3 separate regions of the Gossypium hirsutum genome follow, and regions 2 and 3 are each linked to region 1. The links are chromatin contacts, called in public Hi-C maps. All regions are on one chromosome and are shown on one strand. The core of a region is the stretch at or near the end of the contact, and the rest is flanking DNA. Distances in the headings are between cores, read along the strand shown.

Region 1 (3,955 bases), core at 600-3,099:
AAAGATCTTTTATTATTAAACACTACTGCTAAATGATTTCCAGCATCCAACACTCCTTCTTTCACTTCTACATTCACAAAAGAATTTTCTTCAAATATAGGATTATAAACCACTACATGATCTGCCTGTTTAATAGAAGGAAATTCGTGCTCCATTCGGCCTTAACCTGTTACAATACTAAGATGATAATTTAAATTAGAGGGAAAATTAGAACCCGAATTACCTACAATTAATGGCCTGGACATAGCTTCAGCTGATGTCATAGGTACTTGCATGATGCTAAGCTCGTTAGGATCAGTTTCTAAACGGTTTTTCGAAGATTGAAGCTCCAGCTGTAGTCCACTAGACCCACTACCATGAGTCTTTCCATTATTGGACGAAGCAGGTGGATTAGCTGTACTTAAAGCTATCGGGTTCTCCAAGCCCTTCTTATTCACACCCGTGGAGTGGGCAATCATTTCAGTGTTGGACTTAGATGATCGGGCCTGTCCCTTTTGAGGCTTAATAATAGGCCAGTTCAGATTGGCTTTATTAAGACTGTTCCCTACAACTTTCCTACCTGTAATCACATTAACATCAGAGTCAATTAATATTCCTTTATTTTTACTTTCCAGTGACGATTTAGGGTTCTTTGTAGATTCTTGCTCCAAGGAACTTATCTCCAAACCTGCCAAAGAATGGAAACGTAATCCCGAATTTTCTTCTTTTTTCAAATTGTTACATTTCTTCGCACCTTCCAAATTTCCACGTCTAGATTTCCACTCCACCAACATCCAAGGCCCATATTTTCCTTTTTCAGTCGTTGCAGTCGCTACAGTAGCCTGCTTCGATGGACCCTCATTCTCGACTGCCCCTATAGACGAAATAGTCAACGAGCATGTTTCATTAGTATGACCGTAACGACCACACTTAAAACACATAACAGGTAATTTTTCATATTCTATTCTTTGCGGATTATCGTTGATGAGAATCCTAGAGATCAAAGGCCTCCCAAAATTAACAAACACTGCGATACGAGCGTATCGTCCCCTTGCCCTACTATCCGTGTTGATATCCAGCTTTGTAATCTTGCCAATCATACTCCCAATTTCCAAGAGAATCTGTCTTTTATACAGGTGACTAGGAAGTCCAGGGAAACGAATTCAAGTTTGGATCAAGTTAGGATAAGGAAGATTGGAGTTAAAGTCGATCGACCATGGCTAGACAGTAAGATAATGGCCGAATATAACCCACGGCCCCTGGGAGAGTACCTGGTCATAATCAATAGAATTCTGAAATTTTGCAAAGAAATAACCATTTTCAATGTTCATTAATTGAACTGGTTTCGACGGTCTCCAAATCCCATAGAGTTTATTTTGTAGTGTTGAAATTCCAATATTCCTGCCCAGCATCTTGAGAATAATCGAAGTAGACATTTCCTTCTCCAGGATCTAGTACACTATATCAAAGAAGTCTATAGAGGGGACACCATCTACAATAGACTTCTTCACATCCTGATTGGAAAGAAAAAAACTATCAGCAGCAAGCTGGACTTCGTTCTTGTGATCCTGGTTGAGATTATCCTTCCCCAATAACTTGTCCTTCCACGACAACGGAGACACTGGTAAAGGATCCACCACCATCACATCCTCCAGGGCCGCATCCGTGTCCTTAAAACGAACTTTCTTTGTATTTGAATCTTCAACAATGGAGATATATTCTCCATTCCCATTCGCAAAGCTAGCAGAAGAAGTCGAGAGCATTTTTCCAACCTTTATTAAAATCTTTTTTTATATTTTTTTATTTTCATCCTCTTGTTATCCTAATATTAAACCCCTATTTTCTCTAAATTATGACTTTGAAGATTTATTAGTAAAAGTAAGTATTATATAAAAAATTAATTAAATTGAACGGGTTGGATTTTATACATTGTAGTTAATCATAACAAGTAGTTTTGATTAATATCAGTTTGTATTGTTGTATACCAACTTACTAATTAACACGATATTTTAATATTTGAAATTAATTTTTATAATTACATAAAAATTTATATATAACCATTTAATTAATTTATTGAAATTAATATATATAACCATTTAATTAATTTATTGAAATTAATTAATAATTTTAAATTTTTATTTGTATATAAATATATTATATGTGTTTATATAATTGTTGAGTAATTTTCTGTGTATCTTATTAAAGGGAATATTCGAGTATTTATACATATTATTACTGTTCATGATTTGACTCCATTGTTCATGGACTTGACCCCACTATTCATAGGATTGATATTTTGAACAGGCATCGGGCATGTTGAACATGTGTATCGTTCTGGGTCGCCTCTTAGGCCTCACGGTCCCCTATGTGTAAACTCTTTGGGTATATCCGAGCTAGGGCCGCGAACTCCTCTCAGCCCATGCGAGCTGATATTGTGAGCTCCCCTAGATGTCTCTTCGTTGTACACCTCACACATCTGATAGAGCTTGGCCGGGACACTGGTAGACGACCCAGATCTTACCTAGGTTTCGTATTGGTGATAATTGGTGTACAGCAATAATATATAAAAAATACCTATAAATTTAAAATAATACACCGAAAGATACCGATAGCACGCATCGCTATCTAAATAAAAACGATACATCTACTTATATAATACTTATTATCTTAATTTCCCAGAAATAAAATCTTCTAACAAAGTCTTTTGGAATTACTCTTGTAAAATTGGCATAAGAAGATTTTTTAATTTTGCCATACTTTTGAAAATATTTGTTAAAAAAAAAACAACACATGATGTTCATTAATAAATAAAATCAAGTTATGTATAACCTAACTTGCTGTTGTGAGCCATATTTATATTTAGGAGTTAGGTTGGTATGCCCAACCAAAAACTTCGAGAGCTAAAAAGTAGATCCAAAACTTCGAGAGCTAAAAAGTAAGATTTTAAAATTATAAATCCACGTGTGTATTAGTACAACTGTGTATTGGATGAGATTGAAAATACTATATTTTAAAAAAATTTACTTAAAAGTCTATTCAATTTGTCCATTTAAAGTTCATTTTCAAATTTATTATTAAAACGCTTATTGTTTATTTAATTATTTATTGCTTTAACACGGGGAAACGTTAAATTTTTGTAAATATTTAAATAATTTCAAATTAAAACAAAGTTAAACATTTATATTTTATTTAATTATTTAGTGCTTTAACACATGTAGACGTTCAATTATTATAAATATTAAAATAAGTTCATAACATAAAAACAACGTCTACTAAAAGTCCCTCTACTTTTCATTTTAATCCCTTTACTAAAATTAAATCAAGATATCATTACAATTTCTCATTAGACTACAAATAATTAGGACAAAATATATAATGCCCCACTAATTTATACATAACTCAACTTGACCTATAAAAAAAACTCGTCCATCCCTCAAAAAATATATGTATTCTTTGAACTATCGTGTTACTAAAAATTTTGTTAAGTATGTATTTTTTTCGGCCACACGATAGTTAAAAAATACATTGATTTGTTGGAGGAAGATGATCAAAGGCGATTTTAAGGGGGCTGGCATGGGCCCCGGCCTCCCTTAAAATGAAAATTTTCCATTTAGGCTCTATAAATTTTTTTAAAATTTTAAATTAGTAAAGGTAAAATTTCAATTTGCCCCCCCTAAAATTATAAAAATTTAATTAATACTTTAAAATTTATAAAAATATAGACTATAAAAAATTAAAATTTTATTCAGCTCCTACAATTTTGTTCTAGCTTCGCCCTTGGAGATGATTAGTTTTTTTGTGTGTGCCTCTTTATTGAGAACAACATATATGAATAGTTAAAAATTATTGAGTGAAATTAATTTATTATCTGTATCAAGATGTATTAAAATAAAGATGTATTAAAATAATATTATTATCAAATATGGCATTAAAATATAATTAAAATTTAAAATAAACGAAGTACTCGTTGGGTGAA
Region 2 (4,242 bases), core at 1,632-4,131, 660 kb after region 1:
TTACATAAAACCAAAGTTGATATATATTTACACATTAAACCATAATTTATATTGATATTTATCCCCGCAAAATATGCTAAAAGACTTAATTATGGTTTGATGTTTGGTGACCATAGGTACAACATCCTGAGGTCATCTCTGCCTGTTATCCTAAACAACCAGTATTAGTGGAAACTACATTTTAAAGCAGCTGTATTCCATGATATGAAGATTGCTTTTTATTAGGGATCTTAGCCACCTCTCAACATTTCTATTACCAGTTGTTGGATAAGGAGAAAAATATTTGATCAATATTTTCAATGCGCAAACCAACGTATCTACATTCACGTTTTACATGATTAGGGATATGGCCTACACCAAGTATACTAGGGGACTTGAAAATTTTCCACCAAAATAAAGGAACCTGAGAAATTATAAATAAAGAGAGACATTCCCCTAAAAATGGAGAGAAAATTATATTTGTTGGTAGTCGAAAAGCTTATATAAAAATATTAGACTTGAAAAATAAATTTAAAGTAAAAAAATTAAATTATTTTAAAATACAAATCAAATTTAGGTTTAAACATTTAAGTACTAAATCCAACCAAAATCAATTTATTTTTTTTAAAGAATGTAATATATTATGTTATTTTATTTTTATGCAATATGTAGTTTATAACATAAAAGTACTTAAATTTATAATAAAATAAAATACTATAATGTAAACATTAAAAATATATGTTAAGTTATTTATATAAAAAATTTTAATAAATGAAATATATATTTAATAAATTTAAAATAGTATAAATATTTTTTAAAAATTAAACAATAATATGGGTGAGCCTAAAACAAGTTTAGGTTAAATATGTACAAATATAGATAGGTTTAAGGCTCATATTTTGAACTAGACTAAATTTTAATAAACATAAAATGTATTAATATTATACATAAACTTTACCTAATCCAATCCTACCCACAAACTCCTCCAAAGAAAATAGATAGAGATTTCTTTTGATCCAATGTTTGTTATTTGATTTCAATTATTTTTAAGTTAAATCTGGATAGATTTTAAATAACCCAAAACTCTTTTTATATTTATCTTTTTATTTACGAAAATTTATTTGGAGTCATTATTAAAGCTTTTTCTAGACACGGAAACCATATCATCTCCCATTCCCATTCCAAATATTCTAATGATAAAAAAAGTTGTTTTTTTTATTTAAAGAAAAATATCAAAATTATATATGAATTTTAAATTAATGTGTAATTTGATATAAACTTTGATTTGATATAATTATACACATGTAACTTTAATTATGGATCAAATGTATACATGAAACGTTAATTTTGATTCAATCGTACACATGTAAAAAATAAATACATCAATTTATTTTTATATTAAATAAATATAATTATATACATATACAATATATAAATAAATGTAAAATAACATTGTATCAATTATAAATATTTAATCAAATCAAAATAATATATAAAATTAAATATTATACCAAAATTGATATATAATTTTAACTTTTTTTTCCTTCCAAACTTAAAAGAAAAAACTAATTATTTTCACCACTAAAATTTTAGTTTTGTAAGAGAAGTGAATCTTGGTCAAATCCATCAAAACCACTGGGAATTCTAGCTTTCCAACACAGAGAAAAACTCCAAGACATCACGTGAAGCATCGTGGTCACTATCTAGGACCTAGAAAAACTTGCGTACCCACCTAACTAAATTATAAATATTAAACAATAAAGAAATTTTGATATAAAGAGAAGAGACTGAAAGAAAGACAGTCCCTTTTAGGCACTTTCTCTAACCTTTTCAGCACCGTAAAAAACTCATATTTCCTTTCTTTTTTTTAAAGAAAATTAATCTAAAACTTCAGTAACCCTTGAATTCCTGCCCACACCCAACTTTTGCTTATCATCAATGTAGGAAAAAGGATATTGTACCATATGAACTAGCATCGCTTATATATATATATATGCTCTCATTACAATGCATAACTTATACTTTGATACAATAATCTAATATATTCATATATATGTTCCCACCCCAAAGTTGGGAGAAAATTTTGCCTTAAATTTCTTATTTTCCATGCTGAAGAAACGGAAAGTGGTTGGTCGACTTTTAAGATCACCGACTAGAGTAGTCAATCTATTGGACGATGTAGATGATGGTCCAACTACTCTTATTGTGGATACAGATGTTCAACGCAAGATCTTCTCATTGGAGCTTGTAAAGATTTGGCCATCCTCCTCCCTCTCACCTTCTACTTCACTATCATCATCCATCAACATCACAAAATAAAGTTATCTATGACCAAACAACAAGAAAAGAAAAAAGGAATAGTTCATGTTTAGGGTTTATAACCTCATTTCTTAAGCATAACCCTTTTTGGATCACGTACTTATAATGCAATATTGACCACTTTTTAAGTGACATTTAAGAGGTAAAGTGGAACCTATAGGAAACCAAAACTAAATCTTAAATGACATTGATGGAGCCATGCAAATGTGGCTGTTTGATGTGATTATGGAGGATAAGAAGCCAATTAAACTGTCCCTAATCATAAGAAAGCTTAAATTGAGAGGAGTGAGAAAAAAGGGCTATATGATTGCAGTTGCACCACTTGGGTGGGCTAGCTTTTGATGATGCTAGCTTCTTTAACCAACAGAGTACTGAAAGCGACTCACAATCATGGAGAGATTGAATAGGCATCTAAAGCCCCTTGGTTGAGGACAACACGACTGAGATTTCATGTAAGGGGACTATGGAGATAGAGACATTTGATCAATCAACCAGAAAGTGACCCCCCACCCCTCTGAATTACCCTCTCCTACACAATGCATTACCCTTCTTTTCCCACACATGCACCAACGCATAAACACGCGCCCATACACACACACACACACACACACACTATAATATATATATACACACACAAACGTGGGGTAACTATTTATAAATTGACACAGAAAAAACTCCGTTGAGAAGCTTCAAAAGGACTAACAAAACTGTGACACCATATTGCACATTCTCCCTAACTACCAACCATAGTATGTCTGCGAATTATTCATCATTTTTTTTACCCTTAAGATGTCCCCAACAATGTCATTTCAATGCCAAACAACAGCACTTACTGCTCTGCCATTTTTTTCCTTTCATTTCTTTACAGAAGGGCTTGCACATGGGGGCATGGCCACAATGTAGGCAAGATGCTCTTTGCTCTCTCTTCTCAAAGCCAAAAAAAAAAAAAAAAGCAGGAATATATTGGAATTGGGTATTGGATTTTCCATGTTCATACACATTTTGATTTCTATTGGATGATGAGTCTGATTAGATTCTTTTCTCCCTTCCATCAAAGAAAATCAGGCCCACAAATTGTCAAGCGGGGGTCCTCTATTGGCTATTGATGATTATGATGACGTTTCTCCACTCTTATTAGGTGATAAATATGGTACCATATTACAGTAGTTTCCTCACCGGGTTCGTACCCCAGGATATGCTTATCCAATTCGGCCGGTAAGTTGGTGGACCCATTGGCCCAAACCTGGACCCCCCACTATCCTTTCCTTCTAAGCCCCAAATTCCTTAACCAGCAAAGCAAATCCGAACCCTTCCTCTCCCTTTTCTTGTCCAACTTATGGGCTGGTTTTACGACCATGATTCATTGACATTGGTAGGTAACATAAATTTTTTACAATGGTTTTTTGTCTTCTCAATAAAATATCATTCCCACCATTGAACTTTATTCTACTTTCCAGCTCATTGAACAGACATCATGAGATTGGGAAATCAAGTTTTTAACCCAAAACATTAATTTGGGGTACTTTTTTAAGTTGAAAAAAGAGAAAGGCGGACGTTATTTTTCATGAGCCGGCTAGTAGAAACATTGCAGTTATCATACGTAGCTCAATACAGAAATTGAATAGAATTATGTAGTGTCAAAAGAGTTAGGCAAATTCGAAAGTTTAAAAAGGGGGGACCTACTTCACAAGAAAAGCAGAAGGGGACCTACAACCCCCCCCCCCTTTTTCCCTCAGCTTTAATGCAGGAGCAGAGGCTCCCTTTTCTTTTGTTTCTCTATGCTTTCTTTTATTTGCATTGGTTACTGAAGAGCAAATGGAAACCTACCAATTAGACTCGTAATATTAAACACGATAAATTATTAATATAAAATATAATTGAAAAAATTAATATAAATAAATTAATAAATTGTGATATCAGGATATTACCAATAGTCTATAACTA
Region 3 (3,983 bases), core at 767-3,266, 740 kb after region 1:
CTGTTCTCCCTTTTTTTTTCCCAACATAATACAAGATCAATTACTGATACCACCTAGAATAATCCGCATTCAATAAAGAACAGGACCCTCATATACAGGGGCAAAGGCAAAAAAAAAATAGGGGGGCCAAAATTAAATTTTAATTTTTACGATAGTAAAAATATAATTTTACCATTTGAATAACTTATATTTTTATAATTTTTAAAATATTAAATCAAATTTTTATCATTTTTAGGAAGTTTTACTTTTATTAATCTAAAATTTTAAAAATTTAAAAGTCCTAAATAAAAAAATTTTCATCTTTAAAGAGGCCGGCCCCGGCCAGCTTCCTTAGCCACGCCCTGCACATATACAAAATTCAGCCATATTTTACTCACAAATACCAAATAGTAGAGCCAACAACAGAAAGAGGATATTCTTAGAGAAAATATTATCCATGTCTCAAAGCACTATATACCGGGAAATATGTATGTTTTGCTTTCTTTTTTACGCTTCCCACAAAAGAATTCTGCTGCTTTTGAAGCCCTTTATTTTTTCTTTAGAAAAGAACCCTGTATTTGTATGAAGAAATCTGAGTGGACATTGTCACACCAAAATCAAGATTTCTTCTTATTGCGAAATGGCTTCTGTTTATGCAAGTACTGCTCGTGGGTGAGGAAGGTCAGTAGGATGGCCGCTTCATTGTCTGTAATTCATAGAGCGACAACATTAGATGTGGATGGCATCTTACATACGTAAGTTTTATACTATTAGTCGCCATAAATTATATGGATGGCAACAAAACTTTTTGTGTTGGGACATAAAACCGAAATATAACACTCCTTCTTGGTAAGTAGCATGGACGATCTCAACCAATAATTACAATGATTATTTTACGATTTTGATTCTTTTTTCCTTCATCATTGCCGTTGTTTATAAAAGTTCTAATACTGTTTTGCTATATATATATATATATTACCAAGACTGAAGGAAGTTACTAATTGGAACTTGGTTAATTATATCAGTCATCACTCTACGGTGTGATTGGAGGACTAGTTGTCACTGCTGTCTGATTCTAGTTTATATCAGGATACATGGATTACCATGATTCTAGTATATATCAAGATACGTGGATAACCTATATGACAATTTGTCCCCATACCAGCTTAATTATAACTTCAGCAATACAAATCTTATATGAAAGCACTGGCTTGCTCAAAAGTCAAAACCCATAAAAACTTCTCAACAAGTTGGCCAATTGCTCTAAAGCAATTGTGAAATGGATGTGAATTATGGTTCTAAATATATTTGTTTTTGGTTATATATATATATAACCAAAAACAAATATATTTAGAACCATAATTCACATCCATTTCACAATATATATCATATGCAATTCTTATATGAAAGAATTGGCTTGCTCAAAACTAACAAATGCTATTATAGTTATTATGTTTATCGTCACCTTATTGATTTTTTCCCCTTGTACATGCAATTCGTAATCATGAGTTTAATCTTTTGATGATTGTGGATCATTCACATTATGATAAATATTCCTAATGAATAAAATTGGAACCATAAGAGACCATTTTTTTTTGTGTAAAAATAAATCATTGTTGTTACAAGTCTCAATAAAAGAAGAGTTAAGGAGAAATAGTGGTATAAAAGATGCCTATTAATGACATTACAAGGTGATGTTTACTATCATGGGATAGTAAACATCACCTTGTAATGTCATTACTATCATAGAGTATGTGAAAGACATGCAGAGTGAGATTCATCCGATTATGTCTTTTGAAAGAGTATAAAGTTGTTATGTTCAAGTCGACTTTATTGATCCATAAAAAGAGTATTTATATTTAGATAAATGTTTACATTAAAAAGTGGATAACCTAACTATAATGAACAGATAATTAATTTCGGGCGATTGAACGATGAATGACACTCCAACAACCAAGAGGTGAAAGACTGTCACCTCCGTCACGTGTTAACAAAAGTTGTCATTTTTATTCAAACCTTAACACATCAATTTTTTATGCGCTGGTCAAGAGCTGAGATTAATCTATTTAAGTGTATGGTGTGTCTGAATAGTGGCCACTGGCCACCAATTTAGGCTCCACTATACGGTACAAAAATGTCATGGACGTGGCATCTTTGAAAAATCCAATTCTTCCCCCTTCCCTCCTTTTTCTTACTTAACATCTCTTTTTCTATATGTCAGGAAAGTGATCCCTTTTATCTTCCGCTTCAAACACCGAATATCACAATCCCCAAAGCAAAAGTCACCCTTAGATTAGAGAGGATAACATAATGTGGGAAAAAAGTGTTACTGCAATAATGGTTGCAACAGAGTTCTTAGAGGTGGGCTTAAACACTGTAAATAAAGCTGCCATGAACAAAGGACTCAGTGATTTCGTGCTAGTATTTTACTCGAACGTTCTTGGCATCTTTATGCTTGCCCCATGTATTATCATCTTCTACAGGTAATAAATTAATTCCATATATATATTATATACAGTTTTTAGCTTCTTGGGTAGCAATGGGAATTGAAATTTGAACCAAGTTATTTATGAATTGATGACAGAAAAAGAAGCCCACCAGTGCTTACTTGGTCTACCATCTGCAAAATTTTCCTTCTAGGCGTTCTCAGGTACGTTTTCCGTTGACTTTGAAATAGAGATAAAAGAAAGGCGGACATGGGGGGATGATGAGAAATTGCTAATCAACATGGGTTTCAGTTATGGAGGACAGATATGCACATATATTGGAATAGGATATGGATCTCCAACTCTGGCATCCGCCATGGCTGATCTTACTCCAGCCTTCACTTTCATCTTCTCCATCATCTCTGGGTGCGCTCTTATTTCTGTTTATTTTCACTGCCTATTTAATTTGTTATGGTCAATGGCTGATGATTCATTCAGATTCATTGATATATCACCATCATTTACCTAGATAATCCTTTATCTGTGGTTTCCTTTTTCTTACTTTTACTTTTCAGTGGCCTATAAAAATGGTACTAGTGGTTCAAGGTTCCCTTCACTCGTGAGATAAGATAATAATGTAGACGAGATGATGGCATTGGGCGATTAAATTTTATTCGCCAAGCCTGTAGAAAGATTTTTTTTTACGAGTTTTACCTTACCCGAATATATTTGATATAATAAATATTATATTGTTTATTATATATATATTAAATAATAATTATATATATTTATATTAAATCACTAATTTAATAACAATTAAATTTATTATTTAAAACCTAAAAAAAATTTACCCAATTAAATAACTCAACCCAAAATATAAAAATTTAAAATTATCTTTAATACAATAAAATATTTATTATATTTATTTGTATTTTTTAATATAATAAAATATTTGTTATATTTATGGTAATTTTTTTAATATAAATATTTTTAATGTGTTAAAAAAAATTATTTTAGGGTTTTTTTAGTGTGCAGTATATATATTTAAAAAAATAAATTAAAACTAATTTAAAAAAGTTACATATGGGCGGACCGAGTCGAACTTGAGTTTTATATTTATTAAATTAGGTCAGATTTGAACAAAAAAAGTAAACTCATTTCTCAGGTTAGGCCAAACTCGAGTTTGAAAATTTGATTTAAATCCTTGCATGAGCCCGACTTGACTTGACCCATAAACATCTCTAGAATAGAATAAAAGAGTAGTTATTAAAGTCTTTTACCCCTCTCTTTATGAAAAAAAACATATAAAAAATGGACTAATTTTGATTGAAATGATAAGATTAAGATTTTAAAAATCTTCAGGTACTCTATTTAAGTCTTGGTTATTTGGATTTAAAGTATTTTTTATAAATTTTATATTAAAAATAAAAGCATTCTCTTAATAATATTTATTACTTTTTAGGATAAATTACACTAGTAGTCATCTAACTATTGGTAAGTTTTTCTTTAGTTTTTTAGGATAAATTTAGCTAATAAATTTATTTTTTCCTTAGTTTTTTAGGTGAAAGGGTGATAAAG

Evidence for each region. A called contact is a pair of places that touch in the nucleus more often than the background predicts.
Region 2: a Hi-C map of leaf shows a contact between it and region 1, with 2.0 times the contacts expected there. The contact joins the enhancer-like site here to the promoter of LOC107886611 in region 1. A contact is called at or near these places in 2 of 34 Hi-C or Micro-C datasets (both in leaf).
Region 3: a Hi-C map of leaf shows a contact between it and region 1, with 1.6 times the contacts expected there. The contact joins the promoter of LOC121220277 here to the promoter of LOC107886611 in region 1. A contact is called at or near these places in 2 of 34 Hi-C or Micro-C datasets (callus and leaf).

What each region holds. Positions count from the first base shown.
Region 1 is chrA03:99,620,788-99,624,742 of Gossypium_hirsutum_v2.1, forward strand. It overlaps LOC107886611, which reads right to left and starts at 1,850. Exons shown (of 3, transcript XM_016810636.2): 1 at 224-1,850; 2 at 1-67. The coding sequence starts at 1,079.
Region 2 is chrA03:100,278,995-100,283,236 of Gossypium_hirsutum_v2.1, forward strand. No RefSeq gene overlaps it. Among protein-coding and RNA genes, the nearest start is that of LOC107886603, 19 kb to the left of the region's middle. Within about 2 kb of position 2,882, at least 2 of the 9 cell types and tissues checked have an H3K27ac peak or open chromatin away from gene starts, as enhancers often do. A contact at or near this core is called in leaf, where this site is marked.
Region 3 is chrA03:100,361,805-100,365,787 of Gossypium_hirsutum_v2.1, forward strand. It overlaps LOC121220277 (WAT1-related protein At5g40210), which reads left to right and starts at 2,017. Exons shown (of 7, transcript XM_041099924.1): 1 at 2,017-2,462; 2 at 2,564-2,629; 3 at 2,718-2,831. The coding sequence starts at 2,290.